2 separate regions of the Drosophila melanogaster genome follow, and region 1 is linked to region 2. Evidence: chromatin contacts called from public Hi-C data. All regions are on one chromosome and are shown on one strand. The core of a region is the stretch at or near the end of the contact, and the rest is flanking DNA. Distances in the headings are between cores, read along the strand shown. Region 1 holds the start of Dr (Drop). Region 2 holds the start of Ptp99A (Protein tyrosine phosphatase 99A).

Region 1 (5,217 bases), core at 1,851-4,350, 180 kb after region 2:
TCTCGCTCTTTTCGCTTTTTCGGCCTGTTTAAGCGATTTAACGCATCGCAAGGATAATGAAATTTTGATTATGCGCCGCTTGGCTGGTTGTCCTGGCACAGTGCCGCCCTCTGTGGGGCGGATTGCTGGCTGGGTCGCTATGAAATTAGCGTCGTTTAGGAGGTCCTTTGAAAATTGGGGAACGGAATTAAATTCGGCGAGCTGCTAATTATCGTTGGAAAAGGATGTTTGTGCAGCTGTATCTCTTTCTGAGTTATTTAATTAGAAGAGTGCTTAAAATGTTAATGACTTAGTGCCTTTAGTTTGAATACGAGTAAAAGAAACTATTAAATTTGATCATTCCATTAATAAAACAGAATCTAGCGCTGTTCTCGTTTCCAGCTGGTATAATAAACAATTTGCCGACTGGGTAATTGCTCACTCTCGGATACAAACAATTATGCAATTCAATTCGGAATTAATTGCACAATAAAACACCAAATTCTCATTTAATTGCCTGACAAAAAAGGCACACAAAGCAAAGCGGCAACCCACATAAATATGCAACACCCACACACAAACACACACACCCACTCAATCATGGCCAACTACATATATACGTCCAAATAGCCCCACCTCTCATTCCGCAGCCATAGCTTCTACAATCAAACTGGAATCGGAATCGGTCGGCGGGATATATAAATTCGAAAAATTATGAAAAACTATCAAAACATTTACATACGCTCGTTGCGGGGAAGGAAAGTGAGGAAAACGACGTGATCTTTTCGATCCACGCACTTAGTGTTGGGCAGCAGGCTTTTTATTAGCCAAACCTAGCTAGTTTTCAATATGTTTCAGTTAAAAGTTTTCAAAAATTAACAGAATCTGTTCTAAAGCATATTTCTGAAGTTATTTCAAAGTGAACATAATATTTCTTGTTTGTTGTTTCACTGCAAGACATAACAACTTTATTGGGCAAACATAAATTGCACATTTCTAGTCACATAAGGTGAATATTTTTTTAATATATTTTTTAATATTTTATTAGCTAGTTTTTAAAATCTATCGCAGTCATCACTGCACGCACGCAAATCGGCGGCCATTTATCAAATGACCAACTTGGCCGAAGCGTGGACTTTGTTGGTGCTTTTGTTATTGGCCGACTTGCTGCTGCTTTTGCCGGTTTCGTTTCATCTCGAAGTGGTGGGATCGAGAATAGGTGGGGGGAGTGGAGGGGGCTGGAGCTCGCTTATGATGTTTATTGAAAAATTAATTTGCGCCTCGTTGTTGTATTGCTTTTTTTCGGCGCTCATTTGCGTATTTCAAAGCGCAATGAATAATGATGGTGGTTAAGTAGTGGAAAATAAAAGAAGAAACGCTCGACGTGCTTGGCCTGAGAAATTAATATTTGTAATTGGCTATAATTGTTTATGCCAACGGCACAAAGTATAGAAAACGAGACGCAGACAATGATATTAACGAGCTGAGGGGCCTCTCATCGCATTTTGCCGCCATTTCGAAATGTTTAATTGAAAAGAAAGCGGAATTGCCGGGCATCGTAATGAAGAGCTCAAGTTTTGGGAAGTTGGAAAAATTTTAATCAGTCAAGAGGGGCGTTGGAAAAGTGGTAAGAGGTATATCAAGTGTTAATTGAATGGCTGGGAAATGTGAGAAGTTCATAAACGAGTTTACTGTCTTGGTTTCTTTTAAGTGTAATTAAAAACGATTTCGGAAAGAGTTTGAAAAAAGTTCAGAAATTATATAAAAATATTTCTAAATTTCACCCAACCCATTTAGGCAAGAACTCAAATTAATTGGCTAGAATTTCCCCAATCATGCAGAGTCGTTTCATTTTCAGCATCGTTTGCAACTAATTAAGGCAACCACACAGCCATTCGTCAACTGTTCTAATTGAGCTCTTTATTTTCCACCCACTGGCAATTGTCATTAAAATCCTTTCACCAACTTGCCGCCCGAAAAGCCGAGCGAACCCGCACAATCCGACGCCCATTTCCCATTTTCACAACTTGGTCCTTCGAGCAGCGGAAAACAAAGGAGCAGCTGAACAATGGCTGGCAAAAGTTTTCAAGCCAACAATTTCACATAATAATCCTTAAAATGAGTTTAATTTGTAGAGCGAGAATTATAAAGGGTGCGGTATTCCCGCTCCCTCCCTCACTCCACCCGCCAACCTTGCAATTTATGGAGCTTATGGGGGTTGGCAAAATTCTATATAATCCTGCATATTTCACATTTATATGTATGTGATTGATTCGGCCGGGTTCCCGGGACGTTCGATTTATGTGGACCGATCCGATTTTTATGGCTTATCTCCTGAGGTGGAGCAAAAGGGAAGAAAAAACATAATTTCCTGACCGAGATTGCAGCTTTGCGATAATGCCGCTCCACCCGACATTTGATGCTTTTGGGGCCCTGATAATGATGGGCTTATTATTTATTATATTGTTCTTGTACGCTAAGGACATGTAGGAGTGCCAATTAAAATTGAAAAACCGCCTGGTCTATATATACATACATATATATGTACATATTAGGCGTACATAAAGCTTAAAAAATCACGCCAATTTGGCCAAATGAAGTCATAAACGATAAAGAGGGAGATAGAGGGAAAATGGAGATGGAAGGAAAAGCCAGAAAACCAAAGTGGAAATGGACAGGCGTTTGCCGCCGCTGCTTGTTATAAAATGCTAATACGCGCAGCAGCTCGAAAAAAAAGTGGAAAAACGCTTTGAAGATTGAATTATTCAATAATAATTAGGCGTGCGACAGGGACGGCTATACTGCGGGGCAGCTACACCATCTCTGTCTGTACGGCAAGAGTGCGGCAAACTCACCACACTGAAGCGAGAGCGAAAGAGAAAAGAAGGCGGAACAAAAGTCAGAAAAGTGGAGAAATACAAGACTCACACCGGAAAAAAAGAGCGAGCGAGCTAGTCTCGAAACCAATAAAAATGGTGTCGCACGCGGTGCACTCCACCACGGGAGTGAGAGAGAGGCACGCTCTACACAGCCGGTTTCCCACCACCAATCGTCGAGTGCGTCGGTGTGAGTGAGTATCTGTGTGGCAGGCAGCGGTGCATCCGAAACTGCGACCACAGTTTCAGTCGCAGAACAGACGTGATCTCAAGAGGACGTGTCTCTCTCTGGAAATAAATAGCCCCTGAAAAGATACAAAACGCCGCGTGTGACAGTGTGTGTCTGTGTTTCCCAAGCGTGTGACGAACGAGCGCATTAATTGAAAGATAATCAAAACAAATTAACAGCAGACCATGTCTCAATGAACCAATTAACCGGCGCACCTAAAGCACAGTATTAACGAGCCACAGTTACACAAACGATCGAAAGGCTTTATGTTAAAGCTCAGCCCAGCGAGCATGACAGTTACAGGTCTGCGCCAGACGATGACCAGTCCCACGGTGCCGCCGAGCAGTAACACTCCCGCGGGTAACCTCATCATCACCAGCAGCAGTAGCAACAGCGGCAGCAACAGCGGCAGCAACATGAGCAGCGGCAACATGACCAGCAGCAACCTGACCAACCTGAGTCCTAGCCACCCGGCTGGCCTGAATGCCCTGGCCAGTCCCACCTCGCCGTCGGCACTGCTGCTGGCCCATCAGCAGCATCTGCTGCAGCAGCACCAGCAACACCAGCAGCAGCAGCAACAGCAGCAGCAGGCGGCGGCGCTCCAGCTGGCCGCAGTGCATCCGCCGGCCCACCATCTGCACAAGACCACCTCCCGACTGAGCAACTTTAGTGTGGCCTCTCTCCTGGCGGACACGAGGCCCAGAACGCCACCCAACCAGGCGGCGGATGGACCCCAGAACCTGACCAGTTCGGCGGCCACCTCGCCCATCTCCCAGGCCAGCAGCACGCCGCCGCCTCCGCCGGCCAGTGCGGCCGCCCAAGTTCCCGCCAACACCTTCCATCCCGCCGCCGTCGCGCACCACGCCCACTTGCTGCAGGCCGCCCACGCGGCTGCGGCGGCACATGCCCAGCACCAGGCGATGGCCGCCCAGCTGCGCCAACAGCAGCAGCAGGCGGACGCCCGGGCCAACTCGCCACCCGCCTCCACGAGTTCCACGCCCAGCTCCACGCCACTGGGATCCGCACTGGGATCGCAGGGCAATGTGGCCTCCACTCCCGCCAAAAATGAACGCCATTCGCCGCTGGGCAGCCACACGGACTCCGAGCTGGAGTACGACGAGGAGATGCTGCAGGACCACGAGGCCGATCACGACGAGGAGGAGGACTCCATTGTGGATATCGAGGACATGAACGCCGACGACTCGCCGCGCTCCACGCCCGACGGCCTCGACGGCAGCGGCAAGTCGCTGGAATCGCCGCACGGTCCGCCGCCGGGCTCTCACATGCAATCCACGATACTTTCCCCGGCGGCCCTGGCCTCCGGTCATGTGCCCATCCGCCCGACCCCCTTCAGTGCACTGGCCGCCGCGGCGGTGGCCTGGACGGGAATGGGCGGTGGAGTTCCGTGGCCAGGAACCAGACAAATGCCGCCCTTCGGACCGCCTGGCATGTTTCCGGGAGCAGGATTCGGTGGAGGTAAGTGTCGTTATCCAGTTCTTTGTGGGGTTTTTGTCAGCTTGTTTTCGGTTTTTGTACTTCCTAGAGGGGAAATGATAAACCTTATCTGTTACATGTGCTTAACTGTCCTGTCCTAAGCGATATTTTAAACTCATTTGCAATGGAGGATTCAGCATGGGCATAATTAAATAATGGGAAAATAAAAATATATATAGGAGAGAATATAGAACTCAAAAGGTTTACTTCAAAAAAAATAAAAACAACCTCAACTCTCTTTCGAAAATATTTTCAATTTAGAGCCTTAACATCAAAGTAAATATGAGTGTATATATAGTTACATTTCATATATTTATTTATAATTAACTGTAAACCCATAAACATGAACTTCTGAACCCGTGAACAATAGAAATACGCGAATTCCGCTTGGGAGCAAATTCCCCATTAGCAGCCAGCGATGTGTATTCAAAAACGATTTATTTAATGGAGGAATTTCAAACCACCCACCCCACCCCTCATTGTTTTATGCCCCATGTGCGGTGGCAACTTTATCTACACCATTTTGTGTCGCATTTTAATTCAATTAACTGCCGCCCCTCGCCTTAATTGGCATCGATGGTGACTCTCCGCTCCTGGTCGGACGCGAGCTGCGGGTGCTCCATCATGGCCACCTCGTCG
Region 2 (5,651 bases), core at 897-3,396:
CAGCTTGCATTCGTCACGCATTGGTTGCCATTTCGCTGCGCTGTCTGTTGGCGGAAAACCGCAGGGCGAGTGAGTGAGCAAGTGAGTGACTTTCCCTACCCTCCGATGCCATGGCTAATTTCCGCTATTGTTCATAATTTTTATTGCGCTTGTTGCGAATTAGTTTCGGTTTCGCCCGATGCCAGATCGCAATCCCTCATCAATGTTGCAATTTTTTGCAATTTAAAATTTGTTATAAATCGTCGCTGGTTGAGTTTAGGGGTTGATCCTTGATGTTGCCTTTTGCTCCCTTTTAGAGAGGCGTTGACAACGGCAACAACAAGAAGTGCCTGCGATTACAGGACTGCGAACACGATTGCAATGCGACTTCCTCGAGGGTGGATTTTTCAGCTCGTCCTGTCGCATCTTTAGTTGCATCAGGATGTGGCTGGCTGGGGTGGGTACCCTTACTCTCCTTATGGCCATTAAATTGTGGGCAATTGACCGGTTCGAGGGGTGTGGACATCGTTTAGGGGCAGGTGCCTGAGGCACTGGGATAATTGCGGAAGTAACACGCTGATCGGCACAACAAATTATTGCGATGGACTGGCAGTTTTGTCAGATGGCAAATTTAATGCGAAAGAAATCGTGTTCTATGTTCAATTAAATTGACGGTAAATAATACCATTAGAATATATTTAGTTGAAAGATAAAAGATATCTTTTAAAGGACTTTAAATTAAGAAAAAACTAACAAGGCTGTAGGACTATGTAATCCAAACAGTTATTTTACAGACCATGTTATAAATAACATGCCCATGTAATGTTCGCATTAACAGAACATTCAATTCGAATATCTTGTTAACGTTGTTCGAAAATTAAAAGTAGAAAAAGTCTGTAATGTAAACATAACATAGACCAACACAATTTCTCCTTCAACTGCAGGTTCACATCATTTGATTAACCCCGAATGTTATTTATTCCATAGCTATAGGCGTCCTTTTTGCGAATGTTATTAGCAGAATGGTTCGCTTTCTACCCCTTTCCAAATTTAGGACAATAACATTGCACTAACATTCTAGAGTAGACCTCTGTTCCCTAGCCTGTTCAACGCGTTAACAGAACGTTGACTCAGTTCGAATGTAGACCAACAAACTCATGAAAACAACATTCGCGCAGGACCAAGGGGTGATTTTCGAAAATGTTACGGAAACCTTCTTTTGCGGTGGAATTTTCTGTAAACACTCGGTTACAGGACAAGGCAAAAACAACAATTTACTGATTCAGTATTCAGTATTCAGGGGTTATGATTTTGGTCGAAATCTTTTCCAGACATTACAGCGGTTGAAGAGTTCTAACATTACTACAAATGTACTACCAATGTTAAGCATTTTTACTGTTCAAATAACTGGCAACAGTAAAAACGTCCACTGATTGTGAATAACTCCAAAATGTAATGTTATGATTTATTTTATAAGAAATTTAAATCAATAAATTATTATAAATATTTTTCGAATATTGAATATAATCGAAATAAGCGGATTATAAGATTTGGAAAATTAATTGAAGCTTAGCTCCTTTATAAGAGACTTTATATAACATATTATTTAAATTTAAAATTAGTTTTCATCCAAAGAGCTGCTATGTGTGGCCGAAGCTAACTGCGGTCCGTCCAGGACCTCTTTGTAGTGCCTTAGAAATTCCTAAAACACTTGCTGCCAACGTTTCAGTTCTGTTTGTGCCGCAACGCTCGACACCTGAGCGATTTGAGCAGGTCGTGGCCGCCGAAGAGCGCGTCTCTTATCAGTGATAAGGCCAGCGCAATTCGGAGTTTGGTCATGGTGAGTTTCGGAGTTGAAAGTGGAACAAGCGCTCTCCCAATGAGAGAGCGTGAGTCCGTTCGCTCTCGGCAGGACGACAGCCGAGGCGTCCACCCGCGCACAAATCTAGGCAACAGCACACACTGAAGCTCGCAAAGAAGTTCGGGAGACACACACGGTGTGTGTGGTGGAAAGCCGCTGGAAACCCGAAGTCGGCCACGAACCACCGACCTTCTATTCTGGAGGGGTTTTCCGGGGGATGCGGCGGTGGTGCAACGGCAGTGGCAGCGGCAACGGCGGCTTCTGCCTTTCAGCTGGGAATTTATTTGCGCAAAAACGAAGCGGCTCAGTTTCGTGTTTGTTGTGCGCTCGTAAGGATGTGTCCGCTGGCGCTGCCGGACTTCGTGCGTTCGCGTCGCGTGTGTGCGCGTTTATCCTGACGCTGAATGTATCTCAGCCAAAGCGGCCGAAACGGGCCACGAAAAGTGCTTGAAAATCAGGCGAATAGCTCAAGTGAATGCCAGAATAATAATCATGCATATTGATAAAGCGTTGAGAGAAAATCAAAAATAAAATGCGGCAATCGCTGTCCAGTTCCGTGTTAAGTTTTTATTTGTGTTCGTGTGCTTGGATTCGGAAAGCAGGATCCCAATTACCGACGATCTCGAGGATAAACCACTAACTGATAGAAGGTCCTGCGTTGCGGAAAATAAAACACAGCAAAAAGGTGGTTATCCCCAGATTTGGTGACCCACAAGCATAACTAAACGATTCGAAATCGAGGCAACTGGATGAGAACTGGGTGAAAATTCCAAACTCGTCGTCGTACTGCAGCATATTTAGCATTTTGCATTTTGGGGCGGACTTTTGGATTTATGTTGACCCACTTCGCTAAGCGATTTCCCTTTCAATTTGCGTCTTGAAGCGATGTTTTAGCCAACTTATCCCTCGACCATCTCAGTTAATTAGTTTAATTAGTGAGTGTCGTGGGCCCATCGTTGGTTGGTTAGTCGGTCTGTTCTGGCCCAAAAATCGGTTTGGCATCTCGAGCCAAAATTAAGAACCTTTCTGGCGCAAAGTTTTATTTGAAACTGCTGACCCGGGATTCGGTCGGTCATGCCCTGCCGCTAATAGCCGACATTATTGTTAGGATTCGCTGGTAGTGGGAGTTGGGACTTTTCGGGACTGGACCAAACAAAGGGCCATCGGATCGACTGTATGTGCCATTGAACAAACACCAAGCCAAAACGAGTGAAACCCTTTTTGCGCCACTTTTCCTAATGCCACGACTGCCATTTGTTGGGGCAATAAAAGCCAGCCAGCCAGCGACTTCAGTAAAGATGAAATGAAAATGAAATAAAATAAACAACAATGGCTGGGCAAAATTAAACTAAATTTATTTGCTTTGCCACTAAATTTGCGCTGATTTCGGCAGCAGCTTCACTTCACTTCACTCTCGCATTATGTTGCCCCACTCAAAAAATGTGTTTGTCAACAAAGCCAGCGGAGCGCAAAAATGGTCCTTGGTCCTTGGTCGAATCCCCTTGCACCAAAAAGAAAAAAAATCGAGAGTGTTTGTGCTTAACCTTTTGGTGGAGCCGGATTTCTGGCTCGACTGGTGTGGCACACGTTCAACTATTTTGGAATTTGCGGCACGTGCCCAAATTGCAAACATCAGCAAATAATAATATAAATTCAGCCAGCAGTTCGGGCATCCAAACCGAATTAGTCGAGTGTCCTTTTTACAGTAGTGCTTACAAGATGATTAGGCGTGTGGCTGGCATGTGATACATTTAGCTGCTCGTCGTATAATAATTTCATTGTTGCAGCTCTGCAATTTATAATGCGGCAACAATTGCAGTCGCACTTGCAGCAAAGGCGTGCAACTTGTTGTCGCTGGATGCAAGCCCACCCCTTTGTGGCAACACTTGAGCCGCACAGCCACTGCAGTTGCACTTAAGCTTCCACCGCTGCAGTTGTTATTTCTATTTCTATTCTCTCTCTACTTTTGCACACCCATCGTGAGCCGCCGTCTGGCATTATAATCCGCATCTATGTGAGTCGGTGCAAGTGTATACAGAAGCAAGTGCGCGATGTTGTGACCAGTTTTTTTTTTTTGCAGGAAATATACATCTTGATTGTTGAAGTTGAAGCTGACTCGATCTATGTGTTCGAAGTTTGAGTCCTGCAAGGACTTCGGCGACACCTCTGGCCGTGCTAATTAACCAAGTTCCAGCATTTCCATTTAGCTGACTGCTTTTCTTTCATGTCAAAGCATTTAATTATACTCCTACATTTACCCGCTCCCTCTCGTTTCCCGCTTTCCCCACGCTTTTCACTTTTTTCCACCTTTTTTTTTTACTGCTGGACTTTGCCTGATTTATTTATGCATTTACCTTTGCGAGTTGCCCGTGGAGGAAGCTGCTGTCATGCTGCTGGTTCGTTGTCTTAATTCATTTTTTATTCCAACGTAAATAAGCTGTAAATTACAACTTCTGTTGCTCTGCTGTTTCCAGCTGATGTTGCTGTTTTTGCCGCTGCTCCCTGAATATTTTGTATGATTCTACTCCGGCAATTCCCGGGCTGCTTGTTGCCTGCCTCGTGCTGCATGCTGGAAGCCGCATGCCCCGTGTCCCGTGCCTCATGCCAAATGCAGTGCCATATTTTTTCACTCTTCACTGACGCCCCGTCCCTTTTTTTTTTGCATACACAGAGAAAACGGAGTCAGAGCAGCATCTATTTTAATTGTAAATCACAAGCTTTTAGTCATTCAAACAATAAATCAAATATTTTACAATGAACAAAAGAATAAATAATTAGAGGTAATAAGCTGCATATTAGGATGTTGATCTATACAGTTGGGCAATACCAATTATATTTTTATAAATTATCTTTTATAATTCATAATATTCTTATGCATTTTATTATTTTTCCCAATGTGCATAAATCATTGCGAAAGCGGGAAATGGATGTGCATGTGAAGTGGAAACATAATGGCTTTCCTGTTGCTAAAAAAAAGGACATAAACGAGTGATAAAATATGAAAGTTTTATGAGCAATTGTGAACGGCTGATACACTTTAGACACATATCTGTGTAGCATTGATCAATTTGCGTTGCATACTCGTGTTTTCTCGCTGTGCTGGAAGTCACATCCCGCTGCTTTTTGCTGCTGTTTAATTTAAAGTTTGCCACCCAAAAAGGGGAGCAGCATTGCAGTTGGTGGTGGGAATGTGGGGCTGTCATAACTGCAAATCGGCTACTGACATCCAGCTACTTAACGCTCCTCACTGCCTTCCGCTCGCCGTTTGCGTTTGTGTTTGTGTTTGGGGCATGGGGCATGGGGCATGGGGCATGGGCATTCGGGCATGAAAGCGGCTCGGAACTGTCTGCGGACCCAAAGGGGACAACTGCCACTACTACTTCTAATGGTCAAAAAGAACGGGCTGGGCGACGATGGCGCTGCACTGCGTTTGGAATTATGTGGAAAATTGAGAAAATGTTGCTCAACAACACAAGTACAAGCAGAAGTAGAAAGTAGAAGTTCCGAGGCACTTTAATTGCCATCGGGCACATTGCGCCACTCTGCAGTCCACAACCGGTCATTACCGACTGGATTTGGGTGGTTGGGTAGTTGGCTACCCCACATCACTTTTCCATTTTCCGGGGCGTTCGGGCGTTGGAAACTTGTTGAGCGACGACCACTGACGAACTGCCACCGGAGATGAAAATGCTTTTCCAGGGGGCAATTGTCGTTAAGGTGCTTAGCGTAAGGCGTTGACTATTTGAGGTCGTCTAGCCGCGACTATTAATGGGCTTCTCGCTGGCATGTCTTCATTAGGAGTCCACTCTTT

The links. Hi-C and Micro-C count contacts between places; a contact is called where the count stands out from the background.
Region 1: a contact with region 2 is called in a Hi-C map of the Kc167 cell line, with 2.7 times the contacts expected there. A contact is called at or near these places in 4 of 107 Hi-C or Micro-C datasets (the Kc167 cell line, the S2 cell line and embryo).

What each region holds. Positions count from the first base shown.
Region 1 is chr3R:29,553,286-29,558,502 of dm6, forward strand. It overlaps Dr (Drop), which reads left to right and starts at 3,101. Exons shown (of 2, transcript NM_057976.3): 1 at 3,101-4,560. The coding sequence starts at 3,351.
Region 2 is chr3R:29,375,500-29,381,150 of dm6, forward strand. Ptp99A (Protein tyrosine phosphatase 99A) reads left to right here and starts at 2,147. Exons shown (of 19, transcript NM_143434.5): 1 at 2,147-2,525.